4 separate regions of the Mus musculus genome follow, and all the other regions are linked to region 1. The links are chromatin contacts, called in public capture Hi-C and promoter capture Hi-C maps. All regions are on one chromosome and are shown on one strand. The core of a region is the stretch at or near the end of the contact, and the rest is flanking DNA. Distances in the headings are between cores, read along the strand shown. Region 1 holds the start of Zfp799 (zinc finger protein 799). Region 2 holds the start of Pram1 (PML-RAR alpha-regulated adaptor molecule 1). Region 3 holds the start of Zfp101 (zinc finger protein 101). Region 4 holds the start of Zfp81 (zinc finger protein 81).

Region 1 (3,018 bases), core at 194-2,693:
TGCAACCCTTTTCTCTGAGGTAGTGTCTGTCTTTGACACTGAGGTGCAATTCCTGTATGCAGCAAAATTCTGGATTGTTTATGTATCCAGTCTGTTAGTCTATGTCTTTTTATTGAGGAATTGAGTCCATTGGTGTTAAGAGATATTAAGAAATAGTGATTGTTGATTCCTGATATTTTTGTTGTTTGAGGTGGAATTATGTTTGTGTGGCTGTCTTCTTTTGGGTTTGTTGAAAGAAGATTACTGTCTTGCTTTTTCTAGGGTGTACTTTCCTTTCTTGTGTTGGAGTTTTCCTTCTATTATCCTTTTTAGGTCTGGATTTTTGGAAAGATATTGTGTAAATTTGTTTTTGTCATGGACTATCTTGCTCTCTCCATCTATGGTAATTGAGAGTTTTGCTGGATATAGTAGCCTGGGCTGGCATTTGTGTTTTCTTAGGGTCTGTATGACATCATATTTCTTACTGTCTTAGCTGAAGAATCAAAAAAGGAAAAAAAAATCTAATGAAGGTAGAGATCTCTGTAGAAGAGGCAGTGTAATGTTTGTAAGACCAGAGGAGATGGGTGACTTCAAGAAAACAGTGTTTTCCAGATAAGCAGGGTTGGTGCACATAAGAACTCAGAGAGACAGTGGCTACATGTACAAGACCTACATAAGTTCAATAAAGTTAGACAAAAATCCCAGCCCAGGGAAGGGGAAGTGGTAGCAAAGTCCCACTCCTAATCAAGATGCTAGGAGAGCGAAAATTGTTTTTCCTTAATGGAGTGACACAGGGAACATCAACCACACTCCAAATGAGGCCCCGTATGTGGGAGCAGCTGGCCAACACAAAGCAGAAATTTGTTGTCGCTTGCTTGTTTGATGAGATGATACATGAGGGGGTTTGGAAGACCTGTGCTTTTGAGGAAGGAGGCTGATTATTTTTATTTTTTTCATTTTATTATTTTGTGTGTGTGTGCAGGTATATTTTTCCTGCAGGTATGGTTTGTGCACCCATTGCATGCATGGTGCCCTTGGAGGCAAAAATAGGGCATCAGGCATCAGATCCCCTGGAATTAAGAGTTACAGACAATTGTGAACCACGATGAGGTTCTGGAAAGCCAACCCGAGTTCTCCAGAAGAACTTCAAAGGAGCCATCTCCCTAGCCCCAACCCTTTGACTTTTGCCCTTCTGGGATCATCAAAATATCTTGTGTGGTGATATTGAAACATGAGCTATAAATAAATGTACCAAAAAGGAACGATAAAAGTAGTGCATCTGAGAAAAAACCTTGGTGGGGCCAGGTGCTCTCCAGAGTAGGAACCAGGGTCAACTGTGAAGTCTTCCAGGGAGGAAGGAGATGTTTCTATTGTCACTCAGGATTCAGGAGGCAGGCTCACGGATTGTTGGCCAATCAAGGAGAACGTTTGGTAGCTGTGTGAACTGCCCAATGAGGAGTTTCGGTCTTCGGTGACGTAGAAAGCACAACATTTGGGGTGCCATTGTGTGTCCCCGCCATATTGTCGTCCTGTGTCTTTGACTGCGGCCCCCAGGTCTCTCTCCTCGGTATCTCTGTCCCCCCTACTGACAGCGGGAATCGCAGGAGGTCACCTGGACACCCGGTGACTGGAAATGGTGCGTGCGCAGGCTGTAGGGAGGAGGCTACTGTAAGCGGAGGCGGCAGTGGGGACGCGGCCTTCCAGGGCAGCTGAGTCTGCATCTCATCTGCTCTGCTGGGCCGCGCTGCCCGGGTCCCTCTGGATGGAGCTGGACCAGCAGGCAGAGCTGCGGTCCTGTCCTTTGCTGAGAGCTCAGTGCTGCGGGGTCTCAGGTCAGCTGGGCGCTTGCAGCCTGCGTCTCCGCAGTCTGGGAGGTGTAGGCGGAGAGTCGTGGGGAACCGTGGGTTTGGGCTCTTGTAAGGGGATTTGTAGGAAAACCGCGAGGTGAGCCCGGGTTCTATGCACGTTGTCAAAAAAAAAAAAAAAAAAAAAAAAAAAAAAAAAAAAGTAGGCTGCATTTATGTCTGCTCAGTGTCCCAATTTACTTAACAGTCAGTCATTTCTCAGCCTTTATCGGCTAGGATTTGATGAGTACACCTGGTTATCCTTGAGAGCTGGCCATTGGCAACCACGATGCATTTATCCCTATCTTAAGTATTACTATCAATAGGCAGGTAACACATGACCATTTAACACAATGGTATACAAAGTGCAAGTTACTAAATGGTTAGAAAGGCTGAAAATATAGGAGGTTCTCAAGTTGGAGGCAGAGAACTGGTAAGACTTATCAGTGAGGGTGTAGAATGTCCAATGCACGTTCCGAGCACAGGCTGTTGTTAGAAGGCCTGTTTGAAGTGAGCTGAGGTCCTAGAGCTGGAGTCCTAGGGTAGAGACGGGGCTTTTCCTGTGATAAGTTTTCTGGCTTTTGACAATTGACCCTATGACCCGTCAACCAGCTTGTTGCAGTTTCTATAGTCTCAGGCAGGGGGTTATATCTGGTTAGGCTGGTGAGTTTTATGTGCATGTATATATGATTTGGTATATTGTCAGGCGTCATTATTGAGACAGATTATTAAATTGTGCCTTTATTTGTTCTTTGTTGATATTGATATTCAGAATAAACCAGTGCAGAGTTTTTGCTTAACAAAACAGTCATGTAGGCCAGAAAGCTGATAGTTCCCAAAGCACAGAGTATCCCAGAACAGCCCCACCCCACCCTGTCTTCTCTCACATTTCAGTGACATCCGCTAGTCCTATGAGAACATGCCTATGGGTTTCACTCAAGGGAAGTTTCCTCTAAATTCCATGACTTGTATTCTTAGCCTAAGGATTCTTATAACTCTCAATAAATGCCTGACTTTCCAAACCCTTTTGACATTGCTGGACTTACTGAAAAGGAAAATTCACGTGCATGGCTTGCTCAGATTGGTCCTTATCATAAGTATTACTGGTCACGTGCATGGCTTGCTCAGATTGGTCTTTATCATAAGTATTACTGGTCACGTGCATGGCTCGCTCAGATTGGTTTTTATCATACGT
Region 2 (3,018 bases), core at 184-2,683, 810 kb before region 1:
TTTTTTGAAGCAGGGTCTCATATATCCTGGGCTGGCCTCAAACTTGCTTTATAGTTGAGGATAACCTTCTGCCTCTGCCTCCCATGTGCTGAGATTACAGGTGTGTGCCACCATTAGTTTAGCTTGCTTGCTTGCTTTTCTTTTTCTCTTCTCTCTTCTCTCCTCTCCTCTTCTCTCTTCCTCTCCTCGCCCCCCTCTCTTTTTCTTTCCTTTCCCTTTCCCTTTTCCCTTTTTCCTTTTTCCTTTCCTTTCCTTTTTTTGTTTTTTGTTTATTTTAAGTCAGTTTCTCACTATGTAGCCCAGGCTGGGATTCAACAGTTCTACTGCTTCAGCCATCTGAGTGCTGGCATTACAGGTGTATACCACCATACCCATTTTGACTATAAATTGTTAAAATTTAGTTGGGGGGACTAGAGAGATTTCTCAGTAGGTAAAGTACTTGTCATGCAAGCCTGAGTTCTAGCTTCAGTACTCATACATAACAAAGTCAGGAGCAGTACCTGTCATCCTAGTTAGCTCTGGAGAGCTTAGGCCAGGAGGCCCTCTAGGGCTTGTTGGCTAGCCATTCTAACTAAGTTAACAAGCTCTACATACATCTATCTAAGATGTGGGTATTAGGTGTCATAGTCCCTGACATGTCTCATGAGGACCAGAAGGGAGGCTCCCCAAATGTACAGGCACTATATGATATGTTTAGAACATTTCTGGTGCTCTCAAGTCTGACCTGCTCTTTGCCATAGGTGCTGGTAGATATCCCCAGCCTATCTTCACCAAGGGTAAAAAAGATTGGAGGACAGAGAGGACAGAACCTTGTAAATCTATCTAGAGATGGACTCAGAAGGATCTCTGGGAAGGAAGCAATTCTTGCCTGGGGTCAGACATTTCTTTGTTGAAGCCCCAGTCTAAGTGAGTTGATGACCACAAGGGTAGATAAGGAAGGGTTTAGCAGAGCACAGCTTGGGTAACGGACTGGAGATGGGGACTGGTGTAGCAGGTGCGTGACCCATTTAATCACTTCACAGGAAACCTCTGCTTATATCCCAGCTGCTGACCTGGATTGAGGGTATATCATTCCAGGCAGACCCAACCAGCACCACACTGCCTTGCAGTCACAGATACAAAGCTGGTCCACAAGAGCTCAAGCTATTATGCCTTGGTTGTTTCTTATCTTTTCCTGTGCCATCTCATCCCCAAGACTGTTCTAGCTCTGTTCTGCTAGGTTACCCATGAGGGCATATTTACCAGTTCCCCAGTTTCTACTTGGGACCCTTGTTACCTGAATGAACTTCCAATGGGGGCTTGAGGACTCACCATGGCTTCAGGGGATGATGAACCACAGGGTGAATGAGCTCTGAGCTTAGGCTTCTGCCTTGAGGAAGTTAAGTGTGGTTTCTGCTCCACGGGCTGACACACCAAGTCGGAGCTGTTGGGCTGGGGAGGGCAGAGGAGGAAGGAGGCGGAGATAGCCTTTCTGTCCCCTCCTTGAGTTCCTGCCTGTCCACTACTGTCCCCAAAGTCAGGTCATTAGACCTAAGCACATCTATAAAGCACAAGTTTCCTAGCTCCTACTAGCCTCTTGATTCCCTATTGTCCCCCTTAGTTTTAACACTTTGGGGTCCTGACAAGCTTTGTCTCTGAAGAGGCAAGCTTAGGACAAACTCAGGACAGTCACAGCACCTTAGTGGGGATTTTATGGCTTTCTCTGGGTCTTAAGACGTCTCTAAAGAGGTAGACCTAGGATATGGCTGTTGCAATGGTGAGGACATATCTGTCCTCCTGTATTGCTTCATCTACCTTGTTTCACCATTTGTACTCTCAACAGGACTTCCCTGTTAAGGTGACAAATGCCCCATCAGCCAGGGCTATGCACCCAAAGCATCATCAACTGGGATAAGCAGACTTATGGGTGGGTGGCATTAAAAGATGTCTAAGTCCTGGGCTGAAGGGACATCACTGTTGCTGTGAAGGTATGGGGTTTTAGGACCTCTCAAGTTCACAGTGGTTAAAGGAAGCAGAGAGAGGAGAAACAAGAAAACTGGATTGCAGGAAAATGAAGCCCAAAGTGGGACAAAGGTAGATATAGGAAAGGAGAGCCCTGACACGTGATTCAGTCCACAGGAACAAAGAACACTCAGCAGGGTTCAGAGGTATGATTCTCAGTTTGGGAACAGAATAGAATTCTTTGAGCTGTTAAAAAAATATCTTCCAGAGATTCTGATGTCACCAGTCTGGGATGTGGTCCAAGGAGGAGGACTACTTACACCCTAGCAGGATGGTTCTGGTGTATAGATGAGTGTACATGTGTCTATGTCCCTGGAGTCACAAAGTACATGCTCTAAGCAACTGGCGTAGTGGTGCATACTTGTAATCCCAGCAGAAGCAGGAAGTTCACTACATTTCCAAGGTTAGCCTAATCTACATAGTGAATTTCAGGCCAGCCAGCACTACATAATGAGACCCTGACTCAGAAACGTAACCAAAAAAGTACATGTTCTACCCAGGTATAGTGGCACACATCCGTAATCCTCGCATGTGGGAGAAGAGGATATTAAGTGCATGACCATCCCCCGGCTGGAAAGTTGAGACCCTGTGAAGGAAGATAACATAAACTAAATCCAAAGTTTGTAGCTCTGTTGGTAGTGTACTTATATAGCATGTACAAAGCCTTAAATCTGATTTCTAGAATCTCATAAAACAGCACTTGGGAGTTAAAAGCAGGAGGATTGGAAAGTCTGGTAGTTTAAGGCTATTGTTGCAGTGCCTTGTAAAAATACAATGAAGCCGGGCAGTGGTGGCGCACGCCTTTAATTCCAGCACTTGGGAGGCAGAGGCAGGCGGATTTCGAGTTCGAGGCCAGCCTGGTCTACAAAGTGAGTTCCAGGACAGCCAAGGCTACACAGAGAAACCCTGTCTCGAGTAAAAGAAAAAAAAAAAAAACCCACAATGAAAACCAATCTTAGAAACAAAATAAATATATGTTTTGACTTAGGTGATGGGCCTGCTGTTGGGTATTATAAG
Region 3 (3,018 bases), core at 293-2,792, 560 kb before region 1:
TTTTATCTTATGGCTTAAAGTTCATCATGAAGGGAAATTATTAGAGTTCTTGAGAGTAACAAAGCTTACAGAATGAATCTTTCTATATGTATAGAAAAGGGGTTTACTGGAAAGACTCACAGGCTGCGGTCTAGCTAATCCAACAATGGTTGGCTGTGGATGGAAAGCCCAAGAATCCTGTAGTTTCTCAGACCACGAGGCTAAATGTCTCAGCTGGTCTTCAGCTTATGCTGGAATCCCTAAAAAGTAAGGTTCTGATGCCAGTGAAGGAATGGACATGCTAGCAAGGCTAGGGCAAGCAGGCAGGAGCAGAAGCTTCCTCGTCCAGCTCTAGCAAAGCCTGTAGCCTAGATTAGAGCTGATTCAAGGTTTGGTTCAAAGGCCTGGGACTCCCTACCTCAAAGGTCCAGACCTGAAGCAGAATCACCGACTCCAAAGCAAGCAAAAAGTTCTCACAGGTATGTCCTCCATTCCCAGATTTGATTTCATGACTAACAGAGTCAAGTTGACAACCAGAAAAATAATCATCACAGGACTCAAGAAGAAATTTGGAGGTGGGAACTGAAGTAGAGGTCATGGGGAAATACTGCATGTTCACTCTCCCTTTTTATACAGCCTAGGCCTATCTACCTAAGTATGCATTAATACAGTAGATTGGAAACCCCCCCCCCCCCACACACACACATCATTCTTTAATCCAAAAATATTCTACAGTCTTGCCTATAGCCAATCTAATGGAGGCATTTCTAAGTTGAGTTCCCTTCTCTCAGATGACCCCCACTAACATCAAGTCGACAAAAGGCCAACCAGTACCGGAGCGAAAGCCTCTTCTTTGCTTACAAGTTTTTTTCTATTTACATTATTAATTCATATATGTTGCTTTCTGCTCTTGGCTTGGTTTATAGTAATAATGTTCAATACCCAGAAGTAGTCCAAGTAAAGCCTGTAAGAAGAGACATTTGCAAAAGCATATGTCTTTATCAAACGTGTTTTAAAATATTATTTCTTCAGACAAAGCTTTAACATATTTGTACAGGTTTCTTTCAAACCTGGGGCTCAATCAACATTTTAAATCTTAACTTTCAAAAAATATAGGTGCAAAAGTCCATTTGCCTCATCTCAGATTCTTAAGTTGGCACTCATTATTGGCACTGTCCTCTCCTGACCGGGTAACCTTCTCTGTTTGGGGTCATGGGTTTTCCTTTCCCTACACTGAGTCTGGGATGTCCAGAGCCAATCTGTAGCGCTATTTTATGTGAAACAGTAGAAGCCCACTGAGTACACGACAAAGCGAGTGCGTGCACTAAAATCCCAGAAGGCGTCGTGCTTAAATGCAAGGATCCCACATATTTACTCCAAACGGAACGTCTGGGTTAAGATTGGGTGTTGCTCTATCTTTTTTTTTTTTTTTTTTTTCCCCATTTGCGTCAAGTATGGGAGAGGTTGTTGATCCTGCTACTCACGAATAAGAAGGCGGGTCCAGCATCTTTCGCCAATCAGAGCCGCTGTTACTTCCTTGCTGGAACTGTCAAATGAGGAACACGGATGTTCTGAAGTTTCTGCCCCTGGCTCCATTTTTGAATCCCGTGTAGCTTTTGTGAGGTGTTGTGACAGCTGGTTTCAGTCAGTGCCACCTATTTTGTCGGCAGGCTCTTCCGAAGGACCCCCGCATGCGTCCGAAGCTGGAAATGGTGAGTACACGGTTGCTCCCGGAGTCGTGGGCCGCGGCTTTGACGTAGCCTGGCGCAGCTTGGCACCGCCGACCCGACGTTCCTCTGGCGCTGTGCTGCAGTTCGAGGTGGAGCTTGGCACCGGCGGAGCCAGGAGTCGGAGGCTCCTCCTGCCCTGTCGCTGTAAAACTGCTTTATCCCAGTCCCTTGGCTATCATGGGGAATGAGCTCGGTGGTCCTGCACCCTGCAGACTTTGCAGCGCTCACGGGTTGGTGATGCGGTCTGGTCAGTGTAGTGAAAGGACGTGGGTGTTGAGCGTTACTGCTGGTCTGACCTTGCACTTGCGTTTGGCCTGCTTTATTGTTTTCTGAGGTCTCCTTGATTTTGTATTAGTTTTGCTCTAGGCTGCTTCTCCAAAGAGAAGGAATATGTAATGTGCTTTTGGTGGCAGTGGTGCTGGTGAGTTTTTGATTGGTTGATTTCTTTGTTTTTCAGACAGGGTTTCTCAGTAGCCCTGGCTACCCTGGAACTCACTTGGTAGACCAGGCTGGCTTCGAACTCAGAGATTCTCCTGCCTCTGCCTGTAATGTGTGTTTGTTTGTCTTCTTTCCTTTCTTGGAACTCATTACGTAGACCAGGCCTACCTTGAACTCAAGAGATCTGCCTGCTTCTGCTTCCTGAGAACTGCAGTTTAGATGCGAGCACCATCATGCCCTACAAGGTGGGCTCCTTAATTAGTATTTACCAAGATTACAGTCCTCTAGAAAAATATTAACATCTTCGGTTGTTTCCTTTGCCCTTATGTAAATCGTTTTTCTAGACAGTGTAATTTGCGACTAGGGAAAGTGTGGACAGGGGCCATCTGGGAGAAAAACATACGTGTCTTCTATCTTCTGGATGAGGTATTTTTTTGAGAGTTGGTTTGAGTGCACAAAACATTTCAAATTTTATTAGTGTTGTTCATGTGTGGTGAGCCAATCTTTGGGCTCCCGTGCCATAGTATATACTGTGCAGGTCAAAGGACTCCCTTGTGGGGTTGGAGTTGGTTCTCCTGTCCATTCCCTGGGTTCAGGGATCAAACACAGGTCACAACGCATGCTTGACGACTGCTTTTGCCTGTTGACTCATTTCTTCGGCTTCATTTATTTTTACTTTTACTTTTATTTTAAAACCGGGTTTCATAGATCCCTGGCTATCATGAAACTCCATATGTAGATGACCTTGAACTTGGGATCCTCCTGCCTTCAGGTTTTAGGATTTCAAGGCATGAGCCAGCACACTTGCTTTGATGTGGTGCTGGTGCTGGGACCGAGGGTGGGGGTGGGGGGGCGTCTCCATACTAAGTAA
Region 4 (3,018 bases), core at 313-2,812, 530 kb before region 1:
GAGCAGTGCTATAATAAACATTAATGTGCATTTCTCTTTAAGATTTATTTATTGTGTATACAGTATGTATGCATATATGCTTACAGGCCACAAGACAGCACCAGATCCTATTATAGATAGTCATGAACCACTGTGTGATGGCTATAAGTTGAACTCAGGACCTCTGGAAGAGCAGCCAGTGCTCTTAACTTCTGAGCCATCTCTCCAGTCCATGTCCATTCATTTCTTATGTATAGTAAAATTCTTTCCTTTCTCTTTCCTAGCAAAGGGTGCTGGTTTTAGTTTGTGACCTTTAGTTTTGAGGTTTTGTTTGTTTGTTTGTTTGTTTTCAGAATGGTTTCTGTGTGTCCCTGGCTGTCCTGGAACTCTCTTTCCTTCCTTCCTTCCTTCCTTCCTTCCTTCCTTCCTTCCTTCCTTCCTTCCTTCTTTCTCTCTCCTCCTCCTCCTCTTCCTCTTCCTCCTCCTCCTCTTCCTCTTCCTTTTCTTCACAATGACCTTTAACTTCTTGCCTCCAAAGTCCTGTAATTAAAGGTCTGTACCACCATGCTAAACAATTTTAAGTTGTTTTTGTTTGTTTGTTCTTAGAAATCTTCATACTTTATTTTTGTGTCTGTATTAATTTACATTCTCTCTTAAAAGTTATAATGACTCTTTCTCCTATATCTGGTTTCATATATACTTCTTTTAAAATTTTAAGATTATTTTTATATGTGTATGAATGTATGTATGTGCACCATGTGAGAACCTGGTGCCTGTGAATTAAAAAGGTGATGAAGCTCTTGGAGTTAAGATGTTTTCAAACGATCGTGTGGATGATTGAAAGCAATCCCAGGGCCTCTGTAAGAGTAACAAGTGCTCCACATCTTAATATTCAGAAGTGGGACAGTGTATTCTACAGCCACATTGAAGTTCTAGCCGAAATAAACCAAATCCACAAACACTATTTCTAGGAGTTTGGTGAAATGCATCTCTAATCTTAACCACCGCACAAGTTCTTCATGTTGAAGATATATTCTGAATTCAGCATTCTCTGTACGTTATAAAACCCAAACACTGTACAGTAAGCAGCGTAATGACCACCTATAGTACAAGCCCAAAGAAGCGCTGGTGAGATGGGTTGGTTGGTAAAATGCCTGATTATCCTTCATGAGGATCTGCGTTTGGATCCCCAGAACCCACGTAAAAAGCCGGCCAAGCCTCTATCGCTAAAACTGGAGGTAGGGATGTGTGTCATTGGCTTTGTCCTAATGTCACTGAGTCCTGAATGTTCACAAAAAAAGTAGTGTGAGTAAGCGGAAAGGCACGAGGAACTCACACGAAGAACTAAATGTGTGCTCTAAAAACCCCGAAGTATATTCTCTTTAAATAGAATGACACCAAATATACTCCGGGTTTACTCCAGGGGTTTGGGGGAGCCAGAGTTAGGGAGGTTCTGTAGTCAGTTTGCCGGGTGAGTTCCATTTAAACGCGCTGAAAAGAGTTAAAGAGGCGGGTCGGTACCGTTCACCAATCAGGGACGTTGTTACTTTCCTGCATGAACTGCCCAATGAGGAGCATGGATAGTCAGAGGGTGCCGCCATTGCCGCCCTGTTTGAGTCCTGTGTAGCTCCAGGGAGGCAGGTGGTGACTTGGCCTGAGTCGCTGTCCCTTCTGCTGATTGTAGGCCCTTTAGGAAGCACACTGCTCGCGTGTGAAATCAGGAAATGGTGAGTGTGCCCTGTGTTCCTGGAGTCGTGCGTGGCACGTTGGTGACATCGCGGAGGCTTTGTCCCTGTGTGGTGCCGCGGCACTGACGTTCGCCTGATTCTGTGCAGGAGTCTGTCACCCGCGCCCTCTCACCCACGTGCGTTTTAATTCCGTGCAGAGCAGGCAGCGGGGAGCCTGGGGTCTGGTCCTGTCGGTCCGGCCCTGCCCTGCCCCGCCCCCCTTCTGAAGCAGTGTCTTCTAGTCCGCTGTGCTCTCGGGTGAGACAGCGCCTCTCCAGACTGCATCGCTGGCGAGTTGGCGTGATGCTCTGTAGCATTTAGACTGTTGTGAGGGGCTTTGATAAACGCTGTTCGTTCCTTCCTTCCTTCCTTCCTTCCTTCCTTCGTGGGCATCGAACCTCAGGCTTTGCTCATTCTAGGCAATCCTTTTACCAATGAACTGTAAACCTATCCCGCATCCTGGTTTTTGCTGTTAGCGTTAATGCAGGAGGATTTGTTTGCTCCCTCTGGGCTGAGAGTGGGAGGAATGCTCCGGCTTGCAAGGAAGAGAGGATTTTCAATTTGCTTCAAAATTGTTTGGATTCACCAACCAATTGGGCAATTAATTGTCTAGGCACAGGTGAAATTTGGGGGAATTTTTTTTTTCTTCTAGCATTGCTGGCTGTAAAAAAAAAAGCATGAGATGGGATGAATAATTTAATTGTAAAAACAAACAAAAACGTGGTAGATTCTTTGGCTGTGGACTTGAACAGAAGGGATGAGAGGGTTATATCTGTTTCTATCTCATCGTTATGAATATTCGTAAGTTGTTTATATCCTCTTGATTTAATTTTAGCTTGTTGTATGCGACTCAGAATCAAACCATTTCTTGCATATATTTCTTTTCCTCGTGGGGGGTATTTTTTTCAAAATACTACCAAATGGTCCACTGCTTTTCTTTTTTCCTGTCTTTTTTTTTTTTAGTCTCTTGCAACCTCCCCTAATTTATGACTTTATTAATTTGTCTCTTCCCTCTTTTTTGTTAGCTTGACTACAGTTTTGCCTATTTTACTGTTTTTTAAAAGAACCATTTCTGAGATTGACATTGACTGTGTGTATTCTTTGAGTCAATTTCAATAATTTTTCAACTTATTTTTTACTTCTTGCTGTCTTTTGCTCTTAAGTCTGACATTTTGTTGTTTTCCTAAGACCTTGTGTTTGAGCCATTAAGTTGAACTATTTATTCGGCATTCTGAATTCTCAGTGTGTGTATGGGAAGCCGCGGTAGCTTTTTTGGCTCTAAATTGAAGATGAACTTGGAGGGTAACCAGAG

Evidence for each region. Promoter capture Hi-C pulls out the DNA fragments that hold promoters and counts their contacts. Capture Hi-C pulls out chosen DNA fragments and counts their contacts.
Region 2: a promoter capture Hi-C map of hippocampal neurons shows a contact between it and region 1, with 6 times the contacts expected there. The contact joins the promoter of Pram1 here to the promoter of Zfp799 in region 1. A contact is called at or near these places in 5 of 39 promoter capture datasets (the 3T3-L1 cell line, hematopoietic stem and progenitor cells, hippocampal neurons and 1 more) and 1 of 115 datasets of contacts at active chromatin or transcription factors (memory CD8 T cells).
Region 3: a capture Hi-C map of macrophages shows a contact between it and region 1, with 3 times the contacts expected there. The contact joins the promoter of Zfp101 here to the promoter of Zfp799 in region 1. A contact is called at or near these places in 6 of 39 promoter capture datasets (the 3T3-L1 cell line, cranial neural crest, hippocampal neurons and 1 more), 2 of 115 datasets of contacts at active chromatin or transcription factors (bone marrow-derived macrophages and large pre-B cells) and 2 of 9 other capture datasets (adipose tissue and macrophages).
Region 4: a contact with region 1 is called in a promoter capture Hi-C map of liver, with 4 times the contacts expected there. The contact joins the promoter of Zfp81 here to the promoter of Zfp799 in region 1. A contact is called at or near these places in 7 of 39 promoter capture datasets (the 3T3-L1 cell line, embryonic stem cells, hematopoietic stem and progenitor cells and 2 more) and 1 of 9 other capture datasets (pancreatic islet).

Annotation. Positions count from the first base shown.
Region 1 is chr17:32,828,686-32,831,703 of GRCm38.p6, reverse strand. It overlaps Zfp799 (zinc finger protein 799), which reads left to right and starts at 1,443. Exons shown (of 4, transcript NM_177359.5): 1 at 1,443-1,615. The coding sequence starts at 1,613.
Region 2 is chr17:33,636,471-33,639,488 of GRCm38.p6, reverse strand. Pram1 (PML-RAR alpha-regulated adaptor molecule 1) reads right to left here and starts at 1,433. Exons shown (of 10, transcript NM_001002842.2): 1 at 1,312-1,433. The coding sequence starts at 1,314.
Region 3 is chr17:33,393,161-33,396,178 of GRCm38.p6, reverse strand. It overlaps Zfp101 (zinc finger protein 101), which reads left to right and starts at 1,542. Exons shown (of 4, transcript NM_009542.2): 1 at 1,542-1,691. The coding sequence starts at 1,671.
Region 4 is chr17:33,357,422-33,360,439 of GRCm38.p6, reverse strand. Zfp81 (zinc finger protein 81) reads left to right here and starts at 1,562. Exons shown (of 4, transcript NM_207541.1): 1 at 1,562-1,706. The coding sequence starts at 1,704.